Linked DNA regions of Mus musculus: region 1 is linked to region 2. A link is a contact called in public HiChIP or PLAC-seq data. All regions are on one chromosome and are shown on one strand. The core of a region is the stretch at or near the end of the contact, and the rest is flanking DNA. Distances in the headings are between cores, read along the strand shown.

Region 1 (5,473 bases), core at 2,407-4,906, 1.6 Mb after region 2:
TGCAAACCCCTCAGGACCAGCGCTGTCTTCCTTCTGCGTGGCCCAGAGTCTGAGGGAGGATGGACCAAGGGAGGTTCAGGGCTCTGGGTGGGAAGGACAGCCCCATGGAAACATACAGGGGTCAGATCTCCACGGGGCTGAGAGAACGTGAGGCCAGGACACGAGAGACGTGGGAAATGCTCAGAAAAGGAAGAGTTGCTGTGCCGGAAACGGAGGGCATCTGTATTGAAGCAGAGGCGCAAAACGGGAGGGAGGGTGGGGGAGGTACGCGGAACAGGAAGGGGTCGGGGCGGGGCGCAAAGCAGGAAGGTGGGTTAGGTTCACCTTGGACAGGCAAGCAGAAGGTCTGCAATTAGAAAGTCTACAAGGAAGCTGGTCTAAATTGGGAAGTGTGGACATCCCGCGTCAGTTCCCGAAACATTTTATTTTAGGTTACACAGTGTGTGTGTGTGTGTGTGTGTGTGTGTGCGCATGTGTTCTGAATTCAACCCCAGCCACACCTCAGCTCTGCACAGAGAGCCCCTGGCTGCCTTCTGTCTTTACCCTCTCTCCTCTCTACTTTTGTTTGTTTGGTCTTTAAAAGAGACTGCTTTGTTTTTTAAGGCATGTGTGTCTGCTCAGGACTCTGCGCACACGCACACGGGTGCAGGTGTCTAATGAGTCCTGCAGAGGGCGTGAGGATGCTCTTGAGTTGAAGTTACAGACAGGTGTGAGCTGCCCCATGTGGGTGCTGGCAACCAAAATTAGGGCGTCTAGGAGAGCAGTAAGTTATCTTAACCACTAAGCCTCTCTTTGTTAGTTAGTTAGTTAGTTTGTTTGTTTTGTTTTGTTTTGTTTTCGAGACAGGGTTTCTCTGTGTATCCCTGGCTGTCCTGGAACTCACTCTGTAGACCAGGCTGGGCTCAAACTCAGAAATCTGCCTGCCTCTGCCTCCCGAGTGCTGGAATGAAAGCTATATACCACCCTACCGACCTCCTGTTGGATTTTTCAAGAGGCCCAAGATGACCACAGACTCCTTCTGGACCACTGGGGTTACTACAGGCCTGAACCACTGTCACCAGCTATGTCACCAGCTATGTGCTGGGGGCCTAGGGCTTTGGGTGTGCTCAGCAAGCACTCAGCTAACTGAGCCATGTTCTTATGCCCTCCCAGTCTCCTGACGGACCTACAGCTCTGTGAAGGTTGTGCTTTCTCCCAGCCTCCGGCTTCTCTTCCCCACTCTATCATAGCCTTCTATTCAACCCTCCAAATGTCTGACCGTCTAGGGATATATCCTGTCTGGGAAGTTTGGGGCTGTGGACTCCACTGGCTTTTTTCTTAAAAGTATCATCATCTTCACCATCATCACCACCACCATCATCATCGATGCCTCTCTGCCTTCTCAGCCCTCACACACACACACACACACACACACACACACACACACACACACACACCCAGCCCCCCAGGGCTCCAATTTGTCTCCATGAAAATACTTTACTGTCTAGCATGACAATGACAAGGGGAGGGGCAGGCTTTTCTAGCCTTTCCCTCTTCACACCTCTGTGAGAACCTCTGTGGGGAATCAGCCTCTTGATGTGAAAACACTTCTGCCATAAGGGGTGCATTTGCACAGCCCTGGGAGAGAGCACTGGCTACTCAGACCGTTGTGGTTATAAATTCCGAGCAGCAGGTGGATACTCCACCTCCCTTGTTTGGTTCCAGCCATCATTGAAACCATGAACAGAGCCCCGTGTGTGTCCGTGGCTCCCCTACACCCCAGCCACTCCACCAACAGCTTGTCACACGGTTATCAAGATAAGGCGACTGAGTCAGGGTGTTCCCCAGACAGCTGTCCCACCCTCGTGAGCCTCACAGCCTTGCCTGGGGCTGATGGTAAACTCCAGGTTGGGGTGCGGGGAAATAGGAATCAGGGTGCTCAGGCAGGCCTGGAGGGTGGGCCTCATCAGCCCCAGGCTACTGTATCAGCCACCTGTCTAACCTGGATTTCAGCTCTCCTTCAGCACCAGGAGAAAACCTTTCCGGACAGCTCTGCCCAGAGCTCTCAACCTTCCGTGGAACACCAGCCACTGTGGTGGTTAATCTGGACTTGATTGGATCCGGAAAGAAGTAAGAGACTCCGGGTAAGCGTGGAGGGAGTGGAGGGCGTTTCAGGGAGGAACTGACTGAGGGGAAAAGAGACTCTCCCGTGGTGAGACGTGCCTCCTTGGGGTGGCGTGACGTAAGAAGTTGGGGGGTGGGGCACCGTACCCTTGCCTTGCCCACCTTGGCTTCATGCTGGTGAATGCATCTGCTCTGCTGCTGCTGCGGCCGCTGCAACCAGAACCCCACGTTTCAACCTTCCAAAGTCCCCTGAAGGCCTCTGATGACTCCGGGGCCTCTTCAGGAATCCTCCATGCATTCAGTGCCACACTGGGACTCCTGAGGAACCCGGTGTCCTGGGACAGCTTCGGGATTCTCAGCCTGTCCTGCATGCAGACGCTTGTATTGTTTAAGCCGATCTGATAAGCCCCTTCGTAAAGTAAGAGTCATCCATTCTATCCCTCGGTTCCCTGACTAATAATACTTGACTGTCTGGTCCTACCCTAGATGAGATGCTGCCTGGTGATGTCTTAGTGATGTCTTCTTCTATGCTCTAATAATATAGCTTGAGGACTAGAAAGATGGCTCAGCGGTTAAGAGCACTGACTGCTCTTCCGAAGGTCCTGAGTTCAAATCCCAGCAACCACATGATGGCTCACAACCATCATGCACCTATAACGGGATCTGATGCCTTCTTCTGGTGTATCTGAAGACAGCTACAGTGTACTTATACAAATAAATAAATCTTAAAAACAAAACAACAATATAGCTTGAAACTGTCCATGGAATTCTTAGCAAATGAACGAACACTGTATGCAGGCATTCCTCTGGGCTCCTGAACTGGTGAACTTCAGAGCTCACGGTTAGCCTCACCACCAGGGGTTCAGGAAGACTTCCTTCTTCGAACCCTGTGAACATCCAGGTCTCTCAAGGTAGGGAGGGGCAGAGGTGGGCAGTTTTCGCCTCCTGGTCTTCCTTCTCTGGTTTGTGTCACACTCTGGACACATTGAATGAATCCTCTGCTCTTCTGAGTCAGGCCCCACTCCCTGGGGCAACAGTCCGGCTCCTGGAAGCAGTTAGAATACAAGGCAGCAGCTGTGTGTCACCGTTTGGATCCCCAAGTCCCAGAGAACCTCCAAAAAGGCCTCCAGCTAGCTTTGCTGACAGCCAGCTGAGGTGAACTGGCCTGAGGATCCACACAGGCCTTCTTGGCAGAGCTGAGTGTGGGAGTGGGCCGTGGGATAGGGCAGAGGAGAGCATCCTTACTATTTGGCCAATCTTAAGTATCCTGTTCTCCATGAACCCGACACACACGGATAGGGAGGGGGTCATCACACCAGGGTTATACAGCAAACCCCTATCATGCGTGAACCCCCGCATGAGAAGCAGGTATTAGGAGCGCGCAGGAATCAAACACACCGAGCTGGGGAGCAGGCGGCCGGGCGGGCGCGGCCTCCGGGTACCGCGGTGCTGCCACCTGCGCAGCCACCGCGTCGCCATTGGCTCACGGAGAAGCCGCTCTAATCCGCGCCGCCTCCGCCCCCGCGCGGCGCTGCGCTCGGCGGAGTCTCTGACCTTCCTCCTTCCCGCAGCCCCAGAGAGACGCGCGGCGGTCGCGCCAGCCTTCTCCTCCTCCTTTTCCTCCTCCTCCCCCGGGAAGCCGGCCGGGCTTGAGGCTGGGCCGCCGCCGCCGCCCGCTTTGCCACCCGCCCCGCTGATGGTGTCCGGTGCTCCGGCGCCCAGGTAGGGGCTCTAGAGCGTGGAGAGAGCGCGGGTTTGGGGGTGGGGGTGGGGTAGTGTTGGGGGTTCGGGGAGTCCAGGGCTTCAGTGCGTGATGCAGATGCTCAGTATATGATGGCGTTGAATACAGCCGAGGGCAGGTATCTGGGGAGAGGTAGGCGCGCGCCCCCGGATGCTCTTGGCTTGACCCAGCCAGTGCCAGAATGACCCCTTGAGGATGCTAAGGGGGAGGCCTTTACCCTGGGGAAAGGGGAAGAAGCATGATCGTTGGGAAGCTGGGGCTGCCCCCCCCCCCCGGTGTTGTATGTTTTTCTGGGGCCAGCTGGGATGGGTGGGCCGATGCCAGCTTGGTGCGTATGTTATTTCTGGATCAGAGTGGGCTGGGGAGAAGCACAGGCGGCGATGTCTGGTTTAGATTACAGGTACTTCCTTCTTTGCTTCCGACCCCTCCCCCCACCAGCTGGGGGTGGGAGGTGGAAGGAAAGAGGAGGTGGCGATGCTGAGGGCCCCCGCAGATGCTGCAGAATCCTCTCTGCGCCAGCCACACCGCCTTCTCCCTCCACCAACCTCAGCCCATTTGGTCACGGTTGGGGCGCTCTCCCGGTTGTGTTCACCTTTGAGGAGGCTGTGGAAAGGTTAAAGGGTCATTAATGTGTCTGCGACACAGTGGCAAACCCCAGAGCTTGGCTAGACTCAGCTTCAAACCCCCGATTTTTAAGTTCCAGCCTTGCCCCCACCCCCACCTCCCCCAAGCACAGCTCTGCAGCCTGGGGGAACTTAAACATGAGGCACCTTCTTTTTCTAGGCACAACCAGAAATAGCCCATTGTCAGGGGCCCCAGCACAGCTGGGGTGCAGATTGCCAGTGGTCTGGGAAGCTCTGCCCGCAGCCTGGTTTTCTTATCAGATGTTTGCCCGTTACTCAGATCACTCTTTCTAAGCAGCTTCCTGACTCCCCAGGGGAGAGGTCACCTCTGGCCCCATGTTCTTGAACCCTGTCAACCCGGAGGTTACTTATGTCTGGCCTGTCCCCCTCTAGACCAAAGGGCCTTCAGGCTAAGAATCTGACTTGTCTCTGACATTGTCAGTGTCTGAGAAGGGCTCCTCACTGAAGAAATGTTTTCACTATGAACAAACGAACAAATGAACGAATGAATGAATGAATGAATGAATATGTAAACTTTGGGCAATAGCTACCAAGCTGGAAAATGGAGGGGAACCCCTTTGGTCTTTCTATTCCCCCGGACCAAAGAGCCACCAAGAAACTCCTTTAAGCCTGGGGTTGAATGTCAGCTGTGACTATTGGTGGGGCTTCTGTCCTGTTGGTTCCTGACTGACTCGTTGGCCGCCCTGTGTCCCCGGGGAGCCTGGCCCTTTGCTTAAGGTCTTCCTTTCCTCAAGCGTCTGCGGTGGTGATTTCTCCTCCAGTGCTCCATCTCAACTGTCACAAGACAATCTGGGTCAGCTTCCAGGGCTGGGACGGCCCCAGCCGGGCTCTTCTAGGTCTTTGGGGTCTTATGAGTAAACTGTGTGTGTAAAAGGTGACATGGGCCCTGGCAGAGAGCCCTTTTGGCTTGCCTTGTTCCTTTGACAGGTGCACAGCTCTCCCTGAGTAGGGCTGTACCACCCTGCCAGTCAGCTGACTCCTCTTC
Region 2 (4,944 bases), core at 926-3,425:
CACCTTCAATAAGCTCAGAGACAATCTGGCCTACCTGAGAACAGATCTCAAAAAAAAACCTGGCTTTTCTTTCAGCCCAGCAAGATTCCCACTTCTCAAGGATTTTTTTTTTTTTTTTTTTGGACAGGGTTTCTCTGTGAAGCCCTGGCAGTTCTGGAACTCCCCTTTGTGACCAGGCTGTCCTCAAACTCAGAGATCTGGCTGCCTCTGCCTCCTGAGCGGTAGGATTAAGGGGGTGTCACTGTCACTGTCACAGCCGCCTGACTAACACTGGCCTTCTTTGCCCCACTTTGGGAGACTAAGGGTGTCAGGGCCTCCATACCTGCTGATGTGAACACTGAAGTCGCCCCTGATTGTCCCGGGGGCTGCCTCTGTTGAGTCGGTGTGTCCTATCATGGCCCTTGAGATATGGACCACATTGGGGCCTTCCCAGACCTGCAGCACAGATATGGGGGTTCGAGAGAAGCTGGGGACCCTGGGTGCCCTGGGCTCAATCCAAGCCCTTTCCTTTGCTCGGAGAATGACACCCCAAAGACCCATTCCATTGCCCCTGCCCTGCTGTACCATGGCCACCACAGGCCCAGAGCTCATGTAGCTGATAAGAGCTGGGTAGAATGGCTTCCTCTGTAGGTCCCGGTAGTGCTCAGCAAGGATGCTTTCTGGTGCCTGTGTGGAAAGAGGTGTGAGACCAACCCTCGGAGAATAAACCCCCAATTGGTGTCCTGAGTTTGGGGCACCTTTTGGACACAACTCCAGAAGCTAGCTCCTACAATGGATACCTCCCAACCCTTGCAACTGCAAGTGCTAGGAGCCTTTGGGACACCACAGCCCAAGGGAGATACCTGCAGCATCTTCATCCCCACGAGCTTGAAGCCCCGCCTCTCAAAGCGTTGTATCACAGTCCCCACTAGTCTCCTCTGTACCCCATCTGGCTTCACAGCAACCAGCGTCCGCTCTTGGGGCCAGGGGGGGCCTCCTGTTAAAAAAAAAAGACAGGTCGGGGTGAGGATGCTCCACATTTTCAGGGCCCTCCCACCTAGATACCTGACAGAGCTCAGACATCAAAGGACTGGGAAGTTCCTGCCACAATACAAACACAGACAAATGCAAAGGGGAGCCGCCCTGGCAGTCGCAGAAGCTGCTCAAGGTGGAGATGGTTTCCCTGAAAAGGCTCAGATAACTTAGGGGCCAGAGAGTCTTGGTGATGAAGTCTCCCTTTCCCCTGAAAAGAAAACTTGAGTCTAGCCTCACATGACTCCAGGTACCACAGTGTGTGAAGCCCAGGCTTGCCCACAAGGAGCTTATCCTCTGGGTGTGGAGAAATGGCATTGAAATCAAGGAATATTAGTGCACGATGTCTAGGCGGGCTAAGTGCTGGGGACCAAGGATCAGGCTTGAGCAGAGGATGACCCACACTACAGGGCAGAAACATAGCTGCCACGGCACGTGCGTCTCCTCCAAAAACAAACGCTACTTCTGAGAGGGTCCTAGCCCCTGACTGACTCACAAAACGGTAGCAAAGTTAGGAGAAACACCAAGTTAGAGAAGAGGTGATCGACCAGGCTCTAATCCCCAGGCCACAATGAATGCCCACTAAACTCAACAGGCTGATAAAAGGGGGGAGGTGTCTCCCTAACTTGCAAGTTCCCCAAGGGACAAGAGACCCAGGATAGCCCCAGAGTCTGATGCCTGCTGGTCTGTGCCTTGGTGAGGCTATTCAATTTCCAAGATTCATGAAAGGAATACCCTTTATCTGGCTCTCAGAAAGCACCCCATGAGTGGATAGAAAGGGCCAAGACCCCAGGAAATGACCGGGGTGTCTTAGGCCTGCTCTGGCTCAAGTTTCAATACCCGGGCAACAACTGCTCCGCGGAGGGAACGTGACCCCATAGCGTCTGGTAGTCTCCCCGCCTCGGCTTTGGCTTTCTACTGCTAAAAGCTCTGTCCCGGGCTGCTGAGGGTTGGACTTGCACTCCTCCGGGACAAGACCAAGCCTTTGGCTGCCGCACGTGCGCAAACAAAGGCCGCGCAGCGGCCATCCGCCTAGTTCCCCACGGGCACAGGACTCACCGGAACTGGGGCGCACCAGCAGGCACTGAAAGCGTGGCCCGCACAACAGCGCCCGCAGCGCCGCGACGCGCCCGAAAAGGCTGCCCATGTTGCGGGCTGGCGCCGCACTGAACGCCGCGCAGAGCGGGCAGTGGGAGGTGCCACGCATTGCCCCGCCCCGCCTCCACCCTAAGGGGCCCGCTGGGGCCCCACATCACATTCTTGTCTTCTGGAGCTGATAGCCTTCAAACACTGATCTCTGTTAAAATCAGGGTGCAGCTCAGTGACGGAGCGCTTGACTATCATGCTCAGAGCCTTGGGCTCGACCAACCCCAGTACTGCAGGGGGAAAAAAAATGAAAAATTATGTGTGTGTGTGCGCGTGTCTATGCGCGTATGTATAAATTTTGCAGTTGCTCATTCAGTTTTTAGATTATATACTTGTTTTCATAACGTACAGTCAAATATTGTTATATCTACTTTTGGGGGCAGAGTGGCCATCGCCGCAAATACCAACTGGCTCTCTAAGTTTGACAGTTGGACTATTTGTCAGTTCTGTTATTACATCCTTGATTTTCAAGTTATCTATCAATTTATTTATTTATTGGAATTTTTTATTTTGTTTAAACCTCTCTAGATTAAAAAAGTTATTTTTTATTTACTAGCAGGGTGGTGGTGGCATACTCCTTGAATTTAGCCCTCAAGAAGGTAGAGTCAAGCTCTCTGAGAATCCCTCCCCCCCCCCCCACCCCCCGCCTGTGTTTTTGTTTTTGTTTTTGTTTTTCCAGACAGGGTTTTCTCTGTGTAGCCCTGGCTGTCCTGGAACTCACTCTGTAGACCAGGCTGGCTTTGAACTAAGAAATCCACCTGCTTGTGCCTCCCAAGTGCTGGGATTAAAGGCGTGTGCCACCACTGCTGAGAAACCCTTTCTCAACTCACCCCCAAAGAAAAATGATTTACATTGAACAGTTGAGAGCTGCCCAGGATGGGTGCTAGGAACCGAACTCACATCTTTTGGGAGGCCAAGCACTGCTCTCTTAACCACTCAGTCATCTCTCCAACCCCATCTGTGTACCACAGCTGGGAGCTGGGAATTGCTTTGACTTTATGACAAAGGTATAATCAATCCTTGCTGCTGTCACTGCATTGCATATGTAGCAGAGGTTGGCTTGGAACTCTTTTTTTTTTTTAAGATTTATTTATTTTATGTATATGAGTACACTAGCTGTCTTCAGACACACCAGAAGAGGGTGTCAGATCCCATTACAAATGGTTGTGAACCACCATGTGGTTGCTGAGAATTGAACTCAGGACCTCTGGAAGAGCAGTCAGTGCTCTTACCCGTTGTACTTTATTTTATTATATATATTACCCCTTGAACTTTTATTGTTGTTTTTTTCGAGACAGGGTTTCTCTGTGTAGCCCTGGCTGTCCTGGAACTCACTCTGTAGACCAGGCTGGCCTCAAACTCAGAAATCTGCCTGCCTCAGCCTCCCGAGTGCTGGGAGTAAAGGCATGCGCCACCACCGCCCGACTTCTCACTGTGTATCTTGCTGGCCTGGAACTAGCTATGTAAACCAAGCTGACTTTGAACTCACAGAGTTCTATTTAAATACCAAGATTAAAAGCATTGCCAGGGCTGGAGAGATGACTCAGTGGTAAAGGACACTGACTGCTCTTTCTGAGTTCAATTCCCAGCAACCACATGGTGGCTCACAATCACAATGGGATCTGATGCCCACTTCTGGCATGCAGGCATACACAAAATAAAATTTTAAAAATCTTTAAAAAGAAGGGGAAAAAAAAAAAAAGCATTGCCAGCCGGGCGGTGGTGGCGCACGCCCTTAATCCCGGCACTTGGGAGGCAGAGGCAGGCAAATTTCTGACTTTGAGGTCAGCCTGGTCTACAGAGTGAGTTCCAGGACAGCCAGGGCTACACAAAGAAACCCTGTCTCAGAAAACAAAAACAAAAACAAACAAACAAACAAAAGCATTGCCACTAATCTAGCAGTGGTGCAGCACTCTGGTTGGGTTTTTTGTTTTTTGTTTGTTTGGTTGGTTTGGTTTTTCCAGGCAGGGTTTCTCTGTGTAGCCCTGGCTGTCCTGGAACTCACTCTGTAGACCAGGCTGGCCTCCTCTGCATCTGGAACACTGCAATTAAAGGCTTGCACTGGCACTGACCTGCTAGTGGCGCTCGCCTTTAATCCCAACACTCAGGAGGCAGAGGCAGGTGGGTATCTGTGAGTTTGAGTCCAGCCTGGTCTACAGAGTGAGTTCCAGGACAGCCAGGGCTACACAGAAAAGCACCTGTCTTGAAACAAACAAACAAACAAACAAAATAATAATGATAAAGAAATAAGGGGAAAAAAGCCATCGCCACTACACTCAGCTGTTTTTCTTTTTATTTTATTTACCTATTGATTTATCCATGAAGTGTATGTGTAGTGTATGCACATGTGTATGAGTGTGTATGAATGTGTGTGTGATGTATGTATGAGTGTGTATGAATGTGTGTGATGTATGCACATGTGTATGAGTGTGTATGAATGTGTGTGTGATATATGTATGAGTGTGTATGAATGTGTGTGATGTATGTACATGTGTATGAGTGTGTATGTGTAGTGTATGCACTGTATATGTATGTAACATGTGTGTATGTGTAATCTATGTACATGTATATATGTGTGTGCTATATGTGTGTGTATGAGTGTTCCTGTCTGATGTGTGTGGTGTATGTACATGTGTATATGTGTGTGATATAGGTGTGTGTATGAGTGTACATGTGTGATATAGGCACATGTGTATGTCTCTGCACAAAGGCCAGAAGAAGTCATTGGCTGTCCTTCCCCATCACTTTCCACCTTATTCTTTGTGGTAGAGCATCTCCCAGAACCTC

Evidence for each region. HiChIP or PLAC-seq counts read pairs in DNA pulled down with a chosen protein or histone mark.
Region 1: an HNF4G HiChIP or PLAC-seq map of pancreatic cancer cells shows a contact between it and region 2. The contact joins the promoter of Pacsin1 here to the promoter of Nme4 in region 2. A contact is called at or near these places in 1 of 39 promoter capture datasets (liver) and 1 of 115 datasets of contacts at active chromatin or transcription factors (pancreatic cancer cells).

Annotation. Positions count from the first base shown.
Region 1 is chr17:27,651,935-27,657,407 of GRCm38.p6, forward strand. It overlaps Pacsin1 (protein kinase C and casein kinase substrate in neurons 1), which reads left to right and starts at 3,657. Exons shown (of 10, transcript NM_011861.3): 1 at 3,657-3,825.
Region 2 is chr17:26,093,295-26,098,238 of GRCm38.p6, forward strand. Nme4 (NME/NM23 nucleoside diphosphate kinase 4) reads right to left here and starts at 2,176. Exons shown (of 5, transcript NM_019731.1): 1 at 2,071-2,176; 2 at 843-976; 3 at 565-666; 4 at 323-435. The coding sequence starts at 2,158.